Regions from separate parts of the Zea mays genome. Here region 2 is linked to region 1. A link is a contact called in public Hi-C data. All regions are on one chromosome and are shown on one strand. The core of a region is the stretch at or near the end of the contact, and the rest is flanking DNA. Distances in the headings are between cores, read along the strand shown.

What was found. Hi-C and Micro-C count contacts between places; a contact is called where the count stands out from the background.
Region 2: a Hi-C map of tassel shows a contact between it and region 1, with 3 times the contacts expected there. The contact joins the promoter of LOC100383394 here to the promoter of LOC100276297 in region 1. A contact is called at or near these places in 3 of 25 Hi-C or Micro-C datasets (ear, leaf and tassel).

The regions. Positions count from the first base shown.
Region 1 is chr5:150,452,532-150,459,490 of Zm-B73-REFERENCE-NAM-5.0, forward strand. LOC100276297 reads right to left here and starts at 2,458. Exons shown (of 7, transcript NM_001150121.2): 1 at 2,258-2,458; 2 at 2,039-2,134; 3 at 1,285-1,467; 4 at 331-501; 5 at 39-248. The coding sequence starts at 2,351.
Region 2 is chr5:150,810,075-150,817,033 of Zm-B73-REFERENCE-NAM-5.0, forward strand. LOC100383394 (putative FYVE zinc finger containing actin-binding-domain protein family) reads right to left here and starts at 2,458. Exons shown (of 5, transcript NM_001176049.1): 1 at 2,109-2,458; 2 at 825-1,697; 3 at 1-166. The coding sequence starts at 2,258.

The DNA of each region.
Region 1 (6,959 bases), core at 1,208-3,707:
ACTGTACAGCAAATAGAAACAAGTGAAAGTGAATGGACCTGAAGATAGGAGTGCAGAATCCTGGTAAGTACAGTCTTCTTGTGGAAGAGAAATCTTCCTAAGGGCTGCATTTCCACGGTCAATAACCAGAAGAGAACACATTTTCTTCACATACACCACATCAAAATCTGTAGAGAACTTTGCATCTTCACTGGGGCCATCCCTGTATCCTGGGATATTCGATTTACCACCCGCTATGGTGGTCACTCCTGAACAGAAATTTCATTCACCAACTGTTAACACCTAACGCAACTATTGCATGAAATGTATAGCTATTTAACTATTGATCACCTGATTCTCCAATCTTTCGAATCGCCAAGTTTGCTGTATCAGCAACATAAACATTGCCCATATCATCCACGGCAACGCCTGTGGGGCGCTTGAATCGGGCATCACTTGGTTTACCATCTATATGACCAGAATGGCCCTGGAAAGAACCAGCAACAAGTCTTCCCCTGCTATCTGCAGAGGACCTATTATCAATCCACACTGCTGGACTTATGTTTAGTTATCAAGTCGTCCAGCTAATCATGATTAGTCAGGCTGATCAGTGCCATGGCGATCAGCTATGCACTATGATTAGTTAGGCTCATAGGTCCATGGCGACTAGGATTGATCAGACGATTTGATAACATTGATCTTTACAGCATTTATATCATACTTCTTTAAGCATTGATGCATGTTTCAGTTCAGTTTTCTTTTTCTGTCCATGACCCTTCCCTAAATATGCATAGTATAAATCAACTGAGACCAGAACTCCACCTATTACTATATAAAAAAAAGGTAGACCAGTGCCAGAGGTCTAGGGAAGGGATAAACCGAGGCAAGCCTTCCCCCACAAATGCGGAGAGGCTGCTTCGAATCCACGAGACAGCTCTCACCTCTTAATTAGTCCTGCCATTCTCACCTATTACTATATGAACTGATAACAATCCCATCGCTGTACCCATGACCAAGTTAAGGGACAATGAAGGCACAGGGAGTGTTACGGACAGAGTGATACTACACTTGGAAAGGTCAGTTATTCAACCACTAGGAACAATGTAACCCTAGTATTTGAGAAGAACACAATCACGAAATATTTGCATGCATGGATATTACCACTAGTATGTCAAACAAAGCTGGCTCAAAATGCCAGTCTGTTCTTCAAGTCTTCCTAAATCATAATCATGGTAACTGTGAGTTATGCCAAAAAAAAAAAGAAGCAAGCAGCCACGGGACAGAGGTGGCAGGAAGAGAACATACACTCAGAAAGTGGCGGGGTTATCCGCACAATGTTGCTATGTGCCGAGTCGACCGCAAGGAGCTCCCCGCCCTCAACAGGAGATACTCTAACGGTGTGCGGCGTGACACCAAGCTTGTCACCCTCAACAAGTGTCTCTACAAAGTAGCCGCTCTCAAATTGCAGGGCTACCCCCACGTGGCCATCTGCCAAAATAGTCGAACGTGAGCAAGATACAGAACAAAAGCACAGATATGAGCAGCTGCAGTAAAGTATGATCACTTAGGCCACAATGAGCCAAAAATACAAATCAGCTGAGCCTCTGCTGGATCTGAAATTCTGAACTCTGCTAAGAGAATTCTAAGAGCAGGACGACCAACTTCCAAATGATTAGTTTGGCCAATGATTTTTTTGGTGGTTTAGCAAGTTATCTCACCAATGCAGGGCCAGCTGAAGTGAAGGAGAACGATACTGAAATAATTATCAGTGAGAAATTGTAAAGATGTTTGAACTCGTCCCCATTGAGAAGATGGTTTAACCCCCACTCCCATTATCTTCCCGTTTGTTGTGCTTTCTATTATTCCTCACTCATCTTTTTCTTCTCGGGGAACACTAGTGGCTAGTGGAGTGGAATAGGGTTCATCAATCATCTGTAATTATAAGAGAAGCGGGAGTCGTGTGCGTCCTACAGGAGCAATCGCTTTGAGCAACAAAATCAGGTCCCCTCTTGTCGCGCGAGATATTCCGCAGACGTATTAGGGAGCGACGGCGACTCACCGGCGTACTGGGGGTGGCCGGGCTGTTTGGGCCCGTGCGTCGAGGGGGCGGCCCGCGGCCACCTGACGACCGACGACAGCTGCTTCACGATGCTGCCTGCGGCACAGAAGGCAGAAGTACGTATTAGTACGGGCAGTCCAGAGGTTTGGGATCGAATCGCCCCTATCGGGCCGCATTTTAACAGGGGAAGATAGGGGCGGCGGCGACGAGCGAGCGAACCTGTTGGAGGGGCCAAAGCGGCCGCGCTGGGACGGAAAGTAGCGGCGAGGAAGAGGAGGAGCAGCAGGAGCACGAGCGGGGATCTCAGTCCCATGGCGAGGGTCTGCTGCTGACTGCTGTGGTTTGGGGTAGAGCGAGAGGCAAAGGGCCTTTTCGCTTTCAGACGGCCTTGGTGACGTTCTCGATTCTCTTGTGCTCCGCAGAATCGTGCAGCGAGTGCGACTGACAAGTCTTGTGTCGTGTACGCCGCAGACGTCAGACCCGCAGCGCCGATTCAGCGGCCGACTTCAAATACATTTTTTTCTAATAGTTTTCTAAAGAGGTCTCTAAATCTTAAATTTAAAAAGTAATAAAAATACTTCTCCAATAATTCTCTAAATAGACTTAATGTACAACATCATTTACTCTTCACGTTTAGCAATTCAGTAGTTCACAGTCGTGTGCTTATTTTTTCTCTTTCCAATATAGTGAGGTGTCAGATATGACATGCTCTATTTTTCACTTTCCCACGAGACACCTAGGTCAAATACGTGTGACACAATTTTTTTCCTTTATCGTCATACCACTACTGTCCCATAGATTGCACCACCAGAGCACCGCTCTTTCACACGTCGTGTCGACTGACCTTTTCTTCTCTGCCCTCGTCATCCTCTACTCTCGACCTTGCCAGCAGCAAGGTCCGATGGGGGCAGGCCAACCAAAGCTAGATTCAAAATCAAACTACTCCCTAAATATGAGTAACTATTAAAGATCAAACTATTTTTACTCCCAGTAGCTATTTAGCAACTTGCTAAATATGATTTTAGCAAGCTATTTTTTAAGAACTATTGAAGTTTAGATAGCATATTCTATATCCTATTGTTAAAAAAAATAAAAAATTTAACATCCGAATAAATATTCAGATCCACTCCGACTTTAACCTATGTTCCCTCTGGCATGTGGAACTCGAGCCACATTTATGGCAACGGCCATACTTTGTCATTAGTGTTTATTTGAGTTAGTTAAATTATTATAATTAGATTTCATATATATATTAAAGCAGGTCCAAAACGCTCGTGACCAGGCTATCCACGTCGCTCAAAAAAATTCAGACTGTCCGGTCCTTATTGGACGACTCATCTCGTTCCTCTGCTCCCTTCGTCTCTAGATACTTCCCTCTGTCTCTAGATATCGACAACAACTAATATGCAATCAGACCTTATGTGAAAACGTGCAAGCGAGTCTCTTGGTCTGTTAGATCATGATCTAATTGTAGACATGATTGTGGTTTGTTAGAGGGTTTTCTATAAATCTACATGACTTGGTGGTGAAAGGGTTTAAGTGTTAAATGTGATACATGATTAGATCATAATCTAACTGTCGGCGTTTCGAGACAGGGGGGGTCCCTAAGCCGACGAGTGAGTGTGCTGCGTGCCCCAGCCCAGATGGGTCGAGCGCGTGGGCGAGCGCGAAGGGGGGAGAGGCGAGGTGGCCGGAGTCGAGCGTGAGAGAGGTGGAAGTCCCGCGGCCTTCGTGTTCGTCCCGCGCCCAGGTCGGGTGCGCTTGCAGTAGGGGGGTTACAAGCGTCCACGCGGGTGAGGGAAGCGAGCGGCCCCAAGAGAGCGCCTGTCCCGTCCTCGGTCCCGCGCGGCCAACCTTCTCTAAGAAGGCCCTGGTCCTCCCTTTTATAGTCGTAAGGAGAGGATCCAGGTGTACAATGGGGGGTGTAGCAGAGTGCTACGTGTCTAGCGGAGGGAGAGCTAGCGCCCTAGGTACATGCCAATGTGGCAGCCGGAGAGATCTGGGCACCCTGCTGGCGCGATGTCGTGGCTGTCGGAGGTGCGGCGGAGCCTGGTGGAGGGACAGCTGTTGGAGCGGTCGAGTCCCTACTGACGTCGTCCTGCTTCCGTAAGAGAGCTGGGGGCCGCCGTCGTCATAGAGCTTGTGGAGCGCCATCATTGCCCCTCCGGCGGAGCTGGCCGGATGGGACGCCGGTCTTGTTCTCCGTGACCCGAGTCGATTCGGGGTAGGATGATGATAGCGCTTCCTGTTGACGTGGCGGTCTGTGCCCTAGGCAGGGCGACGTGGGGGTTCCTCCGAAGCCGAGGCTGAGTCTGCCTTCCGTTGCCGTGGCCGAGCCCGAGCCATGGGGTCGGGCGAGGCGGAAGTCGTTCGGCCGAGGCCAGGGCGGAGTCCGAGCCCTGGGGTCGGGCGAGGCGGAGTTTCGTCGTCTTCCGGGTCTTAGCCCGAGTCCGAGCCCTGGGGTCGGACGAAGCGGAGTTTCGTCGTCTTCCGGGTCTTAGCCCGAGTCCGAGCCCTGGGGTCGGGCGGAGCGGAGTTCACCGTCTTTCGGGTCTTAGCCCGAGTCCGAGCCCTGGGGTCGGGCGGAGCGGAGTTCGCCGTCTTCCGGGTCTTAGCCCGAGTCCGAGCCCTAGGGTCGGGCGGAGCGGAGTTCGCCGTCTTCTGGGTCTTAGCCCGAGTCCGAGCCCTGGGGTCGGGCGGAGCGGAGTTCGCCGTCTTCTGGGTCTTAGCCCGAGTCCGAGCCCTGGGGTCGGGCGGAGCGGAGTTCGCCGTGGCGCCTTTGGCAAGGCCTGACTGCCTGTCAGACTCACTCTGTCGAGTGGCACTGCGGTCGGAGTGGCGCAGGCGGCGCTGTCCTTCTGTCAGACTGGCCAGTGGAGCGGTGGAGTGACGGCGGTCACTTCGGCTCTGCCGGGGGCGCGTGTCAGGATGAAGGTGTCAGGCCACCTTTGCGTTAAATGCCCCTGCAATTTGGTCAGTCGGTGTGGCGATTTGGTCAGGGTTGCTTCTGAGCGAAGCCAAGGCCTCGGGCGAGCCGGTGATGTGTCCGCCATAAAAAGGGGGCCTCGGGCGAGACGGAAGTCTCTCGAGGTCGGCTGCCCTTGGCCGAGGCTAGGCTTGGGTGAAGCGTGATCGAGTCACTCGTGTGGACTGATCCCTGACTTAATCGTACCCATCAGGCCTTTGCAGCTTTATGCTGATGGGGGTTACCAGCTGAGAATTAGGCGTCTTGAGGGTACCCCTAATTATGGTCCCCGACAGTAGCCCCCGAGCCTCGAAGGGAGTGTTAGCACTCGCTTGGAGGCTTTTGTCGCACTTTTTTGCAAGGGGACCAGCCTTTCTCGGTTGCATTTCGTTCCGGTGGGTGCGCGCGAGCGCACCCGCCGGGTGTAGCCCCCGAGGCCTCGGAGGAGTGGTTACACTCCTTCGAGGTCTTAATACCTCGCGCAATGCTTCGGCTGGTCTGGTCGTTCCCTCATGCGAACTGGCCGTAGCCCGGGTGCACGGTCGGGGTCCAAGCTCTCGGGCTGGTATGTTGACGCTGTCAACGATTTGGCCGGAGCCGGTTTTTGCGAGAACAGCCCCCGAGCCTCTGCACAGTGCGAGAGGGCGATCAGGGACAGACTCGACTTTTTACATACGCCCCTACGTCGCCTTTCCGCAAGGAGGAGGGGGGGAGTGCGCCATGTTGGAGGGTCTCCCTTCGGAAGTTGGAGGGTGTCCCGAAGCAGACGGGGAGGTCGAGTCGCCCGAGGGGCTGGACGCGCTTCCCAGGGATGATCCCGTGGAAGGGCGCAGCGCCTGCTCGGACGGAGGACAGATCGACGCGCAGGAGCTTGAGGGTCTCGGCGTAGATGATGTTGAGGCAGCTGCCCCCATCCATCAGGACCTTGGTGAGCCTGACATCGCCGACGACGGGGTCGACGACGAGCGGGTATTTCCCCGGGCTCGGCACATGATCGGGGTGGTCGGCCTGGTCGAAAGTGATGGGCTTGTCGGACCAGTCTAGGTAGACTGGCGCCGCCACCTTCACCGAGCAGACCTCCCGGCGCTCTTGCTTGCGGTGCCGAGCCGAGGTATTCGCCGCATGCCCTCCATAGATCATGAAGCAGTCGCGGACCTCGGGGAATTCTCCTGCTAGGTGATCTTCGTTCTTGTCGTCGTCGCGGGCCCTGCCACCCTCGGCGGGTGGCCTGGCCCTGTGGAAGTGACGCCGAAGCATAACGCACTCCTCGAGGGTGTGCTTGACGGGCCCCTGATGGTAGGGGCACGGCTCCTTGAGCATCTTGTCGAAGAGGTTTGCACCTCCGGGGGGCTTCCGAGGGTTCTTATACTCGGCGGCAGCGACAAGGTCTGCGTCAGCGGCGTCGCGTTTCGATTGCGACTTCTTCTTGCCTTTCTTCTTGGCGCCGCGCGGAGCAGACGCCTCGGGAGCTTCTTCCGATGGGCGGCCCTGGGGCTGCTTGTCCTTTCGGAAGATAGCCTCGACCGCCTCCTGGCCAGAGGCGAACTTGGTGGCGATGTCCATCAGCTCGCTCGCCCTGGTGGGGGTTTTGCGACCCAGCTTGCTCACCAGGTCGCGGCAAGTGGTGCCGGCGAGGAACGCGCCGATGACATCCGAGTCGGTGATGTTGGGCAGCTCGGTGCGCTGCTTCGAGAATCGCCGGATGTAGTCCCGAAGCGGCTCCCCCGGCTGTTGCCGGCAGCTTCGAAGGTCCCAAGAATTCCCGGGGCGCACGTATGTGCCCTGGAAATTGCCAGCGAAGGCTTGGACCAAGTCGTCCCAGTTGGAGATCTGCCCCGGAGGCAGGTGCTCCAACCAGGCGCGAGCAGTGTCGGAGAGGAACAGGGGGAGGTTACGGATGATGAGGTTGTCGTCGTCCGTTCCACCCAGTTGGCAGGCAAGGCGGTAGTCCGCGAG
Region 2 (6,959 bases), core at 1,208-3,707, 360 kb after region 1:
CTGACGGTGGTGACCAGGAGCCATCCACTCTTCGAGCAACAACCAGCCCACTGCCAAGTTTGTATGTAACCATCATCCCAACCTTCACCACAGTAACTATAGCAAGGCCTTTTGCTTGTCTAAGAATAGTATCAGGGATAGACTTCTCTGGTTTCAGTCTTCCCACCTGAAAAATCAGCAGCCCCACAGCCAGAGTAACATCATTTCCAGTATTTCATAAGAATACAATGACTAAGTAATTTCCAAATAATAAAATTCCCCAGAACAACTAAGTTGAGCTTAAATAATCTAGAGTTACTAAAATGCAGATTGGGGAACTACAAGCAGTTATTTACTTAAGAAATTGATTTTTTTTACAGATGCCTACGCATTTTTTCTTTTGCCTAGGTTCATTTCAGTGATTAGAATCACATATCCAGACTGTATTGTATTATTGCACTAGAAAAAAATAATTTGCCAGTGTTCCATGTCATCTTTTACCCACACGACTCAATTTGTCCAAATGTTCATCCAACTAATTACTATACAAACAGAAAACAACAACATTTGATGACTTGTGAAACACATTTCCCTACATGATTTCATGACATCAGTTTATCAACACCAGTGTAGGATTGCTATATTTGTTGTAGTGTTATCATTATCAAGCATATTAGTGTTTTCCTGTTTGGTGCGAAATATTGGTCGGCACTACTCTTTAACACAATAACATTTGATAAGAATACAGAAGACTACATGAAAATGAAAGCAGCCAAAAAAGAAGACAACGATAAAGGCTATCGTAATAGAACTAGTCAATAATTAAGGAGTATAAAAAGGCATACCTTACAGTAACTACGTAAAGAATTTGCAGCCTTGTATATCTCATATTCCATTGTGTGTGACCAAGGGAAATTCAGCCATGACCTCAAGGTACTCAGGTCTGTGACATCCCGAGTTGGAAGTTGTGAGGCCCGACTAATCTGATTCATCAATTGAGGTTGGATACTCTCTAGACGTACTCCGCAGACATCACAAACCCTCTGAGGATCTGCAGTCCTAAATTTTGGAGGCATCAAGCTTCTGCCATTTGAACAGCCATTGCAGAATACTCCACCACAGAAACGACAATGATGGCGAGAGCACATTATTGGATGAAATCGCACGCCACAGAGCATGCAAGAGGTGGCAGCACTGTCAGGCAACCACTTAGTTGGCTCTGTCTCAAGAAGCTCATTCGCAATACCAGTGTTTGCATCCACAAGTGTTTGTGCCATATCCTTCCAAGCCTCTTGTAGAAAGAAGTTGGACACTGTCGACATCCCACATCTCCCATACTCATATTTTGCAGCAGATATCACCTTATCTTTTGCTGCGACAGCCATATCAGCAAAAACATCCCACATTGTCATCTCCTTATTGTCTTCATCCAGCTCCCAGCTGAACTCTTCTTCCGGGAAGTGCCCACCATTGCAACGAAACCCTCTGTGCCAATCCTCGCTGGCCAGCGCTGTCATAGGCGGGACAGAAACAGGGACCCAGATGCCGGTATGATCATGAAGCAGGTTCAAGACATTTACAGGTTCCGACTCTACAGAAGTTTCGGTTGTTTCAGTGTTGCATCCTTTAGCAATGGGAGTGCAGTTAGTATCAAGGCTGTTGGCCATGTCGTTTTTGGTTGGTGACTCCTCTGCCTCTTGGTCAAATATGTGGAGTCCCTATATCAGGAAAGCAAAATTGAGTTATGGCAGAAACTCAGCCTGGGAAGACCTAAAAAGACCATAACTAGTGCACTCCTATCAACAAGGCTCCAGCCACATGCTTAAGGCAAATCCTAGAAAAAGCAATTTTAGATTTCTCCACAGCACAAGCCACACGCGCCCTTGAGAACTTGAAACTTTTGGCCCATCGCTTAGCCCTAATCATCAATTCGAGCATCCTAAGTTCGCACCAAGCAGCGCACCACATGCTCCCGGAATTCCCCAATTTAGGAACCGAATCAGTAAATCAGTTCTACACGCTCCTCAGCGAAACCAACTTAGCTGAAGGACGCGTACACGCAACCAGACTTAACAGGGACGAAACGGGCAGAGAGAGCGGAGGGGGGGGGGGGGGGGGGGGGAGCTTACCGCCAAGCCTTCGACACGTCCGCCGCCGCCGCAGTCGTCGTTATCGTCGTCCCACCTCGCCGGCGAGCCACCAGCACCGACCACGACGGAGCGGCTGCCCGCGGGCCGCGGCGGGTCAATCGGGCGGTGGAGCCGCTCGGTTCCGGCCATGGGCCACTCGGTTGGGTCGATTCACCAGCGATCAAGCGGAGCAATCCGGGAATCTAGCTTCTGTTTCTGGTAAAAGATACACCTTTTTCTGTTGCCACGGATTGTAGTTTGGGACGGAGTTGATTGGAGTTGGAAGGGATGGATCAACGGATGTGGAGAGCGAGACGACAGACGATAGAACGAGTTGAGCAGAGTTTTCTGGGAATTTAATTGGAGACATAATCCTGGGTCTGTTTGCCTTTAACGACACATAGCTGTGTTTCAGTGTGTGGCCGTATGGGTGCGGATGTGGGATTTTGGGCTGAGTTCTGACTAAAACTAGCCAAATTGATCGGACGTAGCAAAGGGAGGTAAAGTGAGTGTTTGGTAGGAAATACTTTTTAGACTATCTACATCAATGTCATCTATATATATCCTCTATATCCGTCATTTACAGTCTTTTTTAAAAGATTCTATCTCCTATATCTATTTTCTCTCCAACAACGTCCTCTAAACCACGTCCTCTATATGTAAATACCTATATTAAAAATATTTTTTAATTTTTATTTTTTGTACATACGTATTTGTCATACTCTTAAATGTATTGTACATATTTTAGTTTTACTAAATCGGTTGTTTAAAGTATTCAAATAGATAGAGACCCGTTTAGAGAAACTCTATATATAGAGGACGTTGCTGGAGGGAGTAGATGATGTCCTCGTTCTCTAAATTTAGAGTACATGACCCTTTAGAGCTCCTTGTTGGAGCTAGTCTTAGTCTCTTTATTTTATACTAGTAACTCCCTCGCGCCTCGCGTGAGTATGTGAACAATAAGTTTATATAGTTGAATCGAAGTGTTTACATGGTCCAAGGAGTGTTACTCCAAATAATAGAAACATGTGTAGCAATATATATCGATACCTTCACACAGTAATAATAGAATTATCTAAAAACGTGGCATAGATAGATAGATAGCTCAACTGCTTGGGGTGTACCCATAACTTTCTTCGTCACATAACAGCCACAGGAAAGAGACATTTTTCTTGATTGTCCTAAGAGTTGTTTTTCCCAATCACCACACACAGAGAGTAAAGTAATGTCAGCTGATATGTCCGAACCAAATTTATGGCAAAACAGGAGACCAACTATTAATTGCGCATGAATTAGAAAATTAGATATTAAGATTCAATGTTCTCAAGTATGTGTTGTTTGTGGCTTAGGTTTGAATGCACATTTATAAAATCATTGAAACCCCACAACTGGAGGTCTACCATCTCTATTGTCATTATATTTGAATCTATGGAATAATATAGTACTAACTGTCGGGTACCGTAATTAGGGGTACCCCCAATGCTCCTTAACCTGGCTGGAAAATATCCTCAAAACAGACCGTAAAGACTGATAGGCACGGTTCAAGTCAAGGCCTCGTCTACCAAGGGACACTATCTCATCCGAGCCTAGCCTCGGGCAAGAACAGTAGTCCCGGATGGATCCACGCCTCGCCCGAGGGCCTCCTCAGGCAGTGGGCGCACCCTCGGCTCGCTCGAAGCCAAGCTCGGGCAAACTTTGTCGTGCAGCGACCTCGGCCAAATCGCCTTACCAACCGACCGTATCGGATGCGCATTTAATGCGGGGATCGCCTGACACCTTATCCTGACACGCGCGCCTCAGTCGGCAAGGTCGAAGTGACCGCAGTCACTTCACCCCTTTACTGATCGTTCTGACAGGAAAACAACACTATTCACCCCGTTCCGACTACTATGCCAACCACCAGGGTAAAACCAACGGCAGTAAGTCACGACCTCCCCCGAGTTCAGCCTCGGGCGCAACAGGGAGCTCCGCCTCGCCCGAACTCGGGCCTCGGCCTCAGCCTCGGCCTCGGGAGGAGTCACAACCTCGCCCGACCTCAGCCTCGGCCTCAGGAGAAGTCTCCGCCTCGCCCGACCTCGGCCTCGGACCGACTACGCCACTGGGGATATATCATTACCCTACCCCTAGCTAGCTGCCTCAGGCTACGAAGGAACAAGACCGGTGTCCCATCTAGATTACTCCGGTAACAGGTAATGATGGTTCCCCGCGTGCGTCCATGACGTCGATGGTTCTCAGCTCCCTACGGAAGCAAGGAAACGTCAGCAGGATCCATGCCGCACCGCCAGCTGCGCTTCTATAAGGATCAAGCACTTCTCCGACGGCCACGTTAGCACGTACAGAGGGCTCAAGCACTTCTCCACCGGCCACGTTAGCACATAGCTACACCCCCATTGTACATCTGAACCATCTCCTTGTATCTATAAAAGGGGATGTCCAGGGTCTTCCTAAGGGGGGAGAGGGGCGAGCAGAGGCAGGCAGAGTGGGAGAAACGCAGAGGAGGCTAACTCATACAACTCACCTCAGGGCCGGACCCTCTCTCCCTCTCTCGCGCGACACTTGTAACCCCTACTATGAGCACCCCGGTGCAAGATAATATAAGCCTCATCCTCCCTCTTGTATTCATTCTTGCATCAACCCATCTGGGCAGGGACACACAGCGACAAATTCACTAGTCGGTTGAGGGTCCTCGCGGGTTCGAAACGCCGATAGTTGGCGCGCCAGGTAGGGGCCTGCTGCGTGTTGACAAATAATTTCCCGTTGAGTTCCAGATGGACAGTCTTCAGCAGCCTCTTCAGCCCGGGACGGTGCTCCGCTTCGGGAGTCTCGAGTTCATGTCCCACGACGGCAGCTACAACATGGTACTCCTCCCCTCGCAGCACGACAACAACGACGGTCGTCGGCTCGCCCGGCGGCGGCGAACTCGACGACGGCATCTCCCCGCGGCAGAAGAGGGACATCCGGGTTTGCCCTGCCACCCTCCTCGCCGGAGGAGGAGAAGACGGAGCAACCGTGGCCAGGCACGAGGCGGCACTTCGTCGGCTGTCGGACCAGAGCGAGCCGACGACGCCGGCACCCCTGCGGGGGACATGTCGGGTGTTGTCCTCGCACCTGAGACAACGATGGGTATCGCTTCCTAGCAACATGCCAACCCCAAGCGGACTGATGACACCGACACCCTCGCGAGGGACTTGTCGGACATTTGTCTCGCACCTGAGATAACGACGCACTCTGTCCCCGATGCGACTTCACCACCGTCCATCTACCAGGAGGTAACATCAGTTTTCCACCCTGTTCCCTTTAGATTCAGCTTCGATCCACCAAGCGACCCCGCTTCGGTGAGCGCTTACGCAAGGGCATATCGTGACCTTCCAGGGTACCATATGTGGTCAACCTAGGACCGACTGACGGTCGTCTCAACCTACGGACCCACGGGTTCCGAGGAAGACGACGACCCCGACTTCAGTTGGGATTTCTTCGGACTTAGTGATCCCAATGCCATGCGAGACTTCATGTCCGCATGTGACTACTGCCTCTCCGGTTGCTCTGACGATGGCCACAGCCTTGACAACGAGGGTTACGACCCAAGTCGCGAGTGTTTCCACATCGATCAGGGGGATCACGACGAAGACGACCGCCTCGGCATGCCAGAGAACAACGACGCCCCTGCGCCTGCGTCTCGCGTTGAGATCCCGCGGGAGCTAGCTGTGGTCCGAGTCCCTGCGGGGGGGTCAGGACACACAGCTCGAGCAACTCCGCGAGATACAAGTCAAGCTCGACGAAGAAACGGGGCAGCTTGTGCAGCTCTGACAAAACATCGAGCAGGAGTGGGCAGGCCGAGCACTCGCCGGAGGAGCGCGTCATTAGGCCCGGGACGTCCAGCGCTGAAAGAGAAATGTGCCCTTGGGCCATTTCTAAAGTATTTTGGTGATTGAGTGCCAACACAAGTGCTAAAATGTGAATTTATGCAATGGATGAATAAAGTGCAAATCAAGAGCAAAGGTACGTTTCTAAGTCTTAGTACATTGGTTTTGTGTACTAATATACTTGTCTAAGTATTGGAAACAGGAAGAAAAAGAAAAAGAAAGAGGTGACTGTGTACAGCCAAGGGGCTGTTTCGGTCAGGGGCACCGGACTGTCCGGTGGTGCACCGGACAGTGTCCGGTGCGCCAGGCTGCCTCGGCCGAAGTGGCCGCTCTCGGGAATTCGCCGACGGCGTACGGCTAAAATTCACCGGACTGTCCGGTGTGCACCGGACTGTCCGGTGAGCCAACAGTCGGCTAGGGCCAACGGTCGGCCGCGGATTCTGCGCGCGACACGTGGCCAAGCCAACGGTCGGAAGGGGGCACCGGACTGTCCGGTGTGCACCGGACATGTCTGGTGCGTCAACGGCTCCCAGATCTGCAACGGTCGGCTGCGCTGTTTAAGGAAGGAAATCGGGCACCGGACAGTGTCCGGTGTGCACCGGACTGTCCGGTGCGCCCGACGACAGAAGGCAAGATCGGCCTTCCAGATTTGCTCTCAACGGCTCCTAGCTGCCTTGGGGCTATAAAAGGGACCCCTAGGCGCATGGAGGAGAATAACAAGCAACCTAAGAGCATTCTTGATCATCCACACTCATTCCTTGCGCATTCGTTTGTCATTCTAAGTGATTCGAGCTCCGTTCTAGTGAGAACTTTGAGATAGTCTTTTGAGCTCGATTCTTGGTCGTGTGTGTGCGAATTTTGCTGTGGATTTGTGTGTGTTGCTTCCCTCCCTTACTCCGTATTTCTTTGTGAATCTCAAGTGTAAGGGCGAGAGACTCCAAGTTGTGGAGATTCCTCGCAAACGGGATATTGAAAGGCAAAGCAAAAC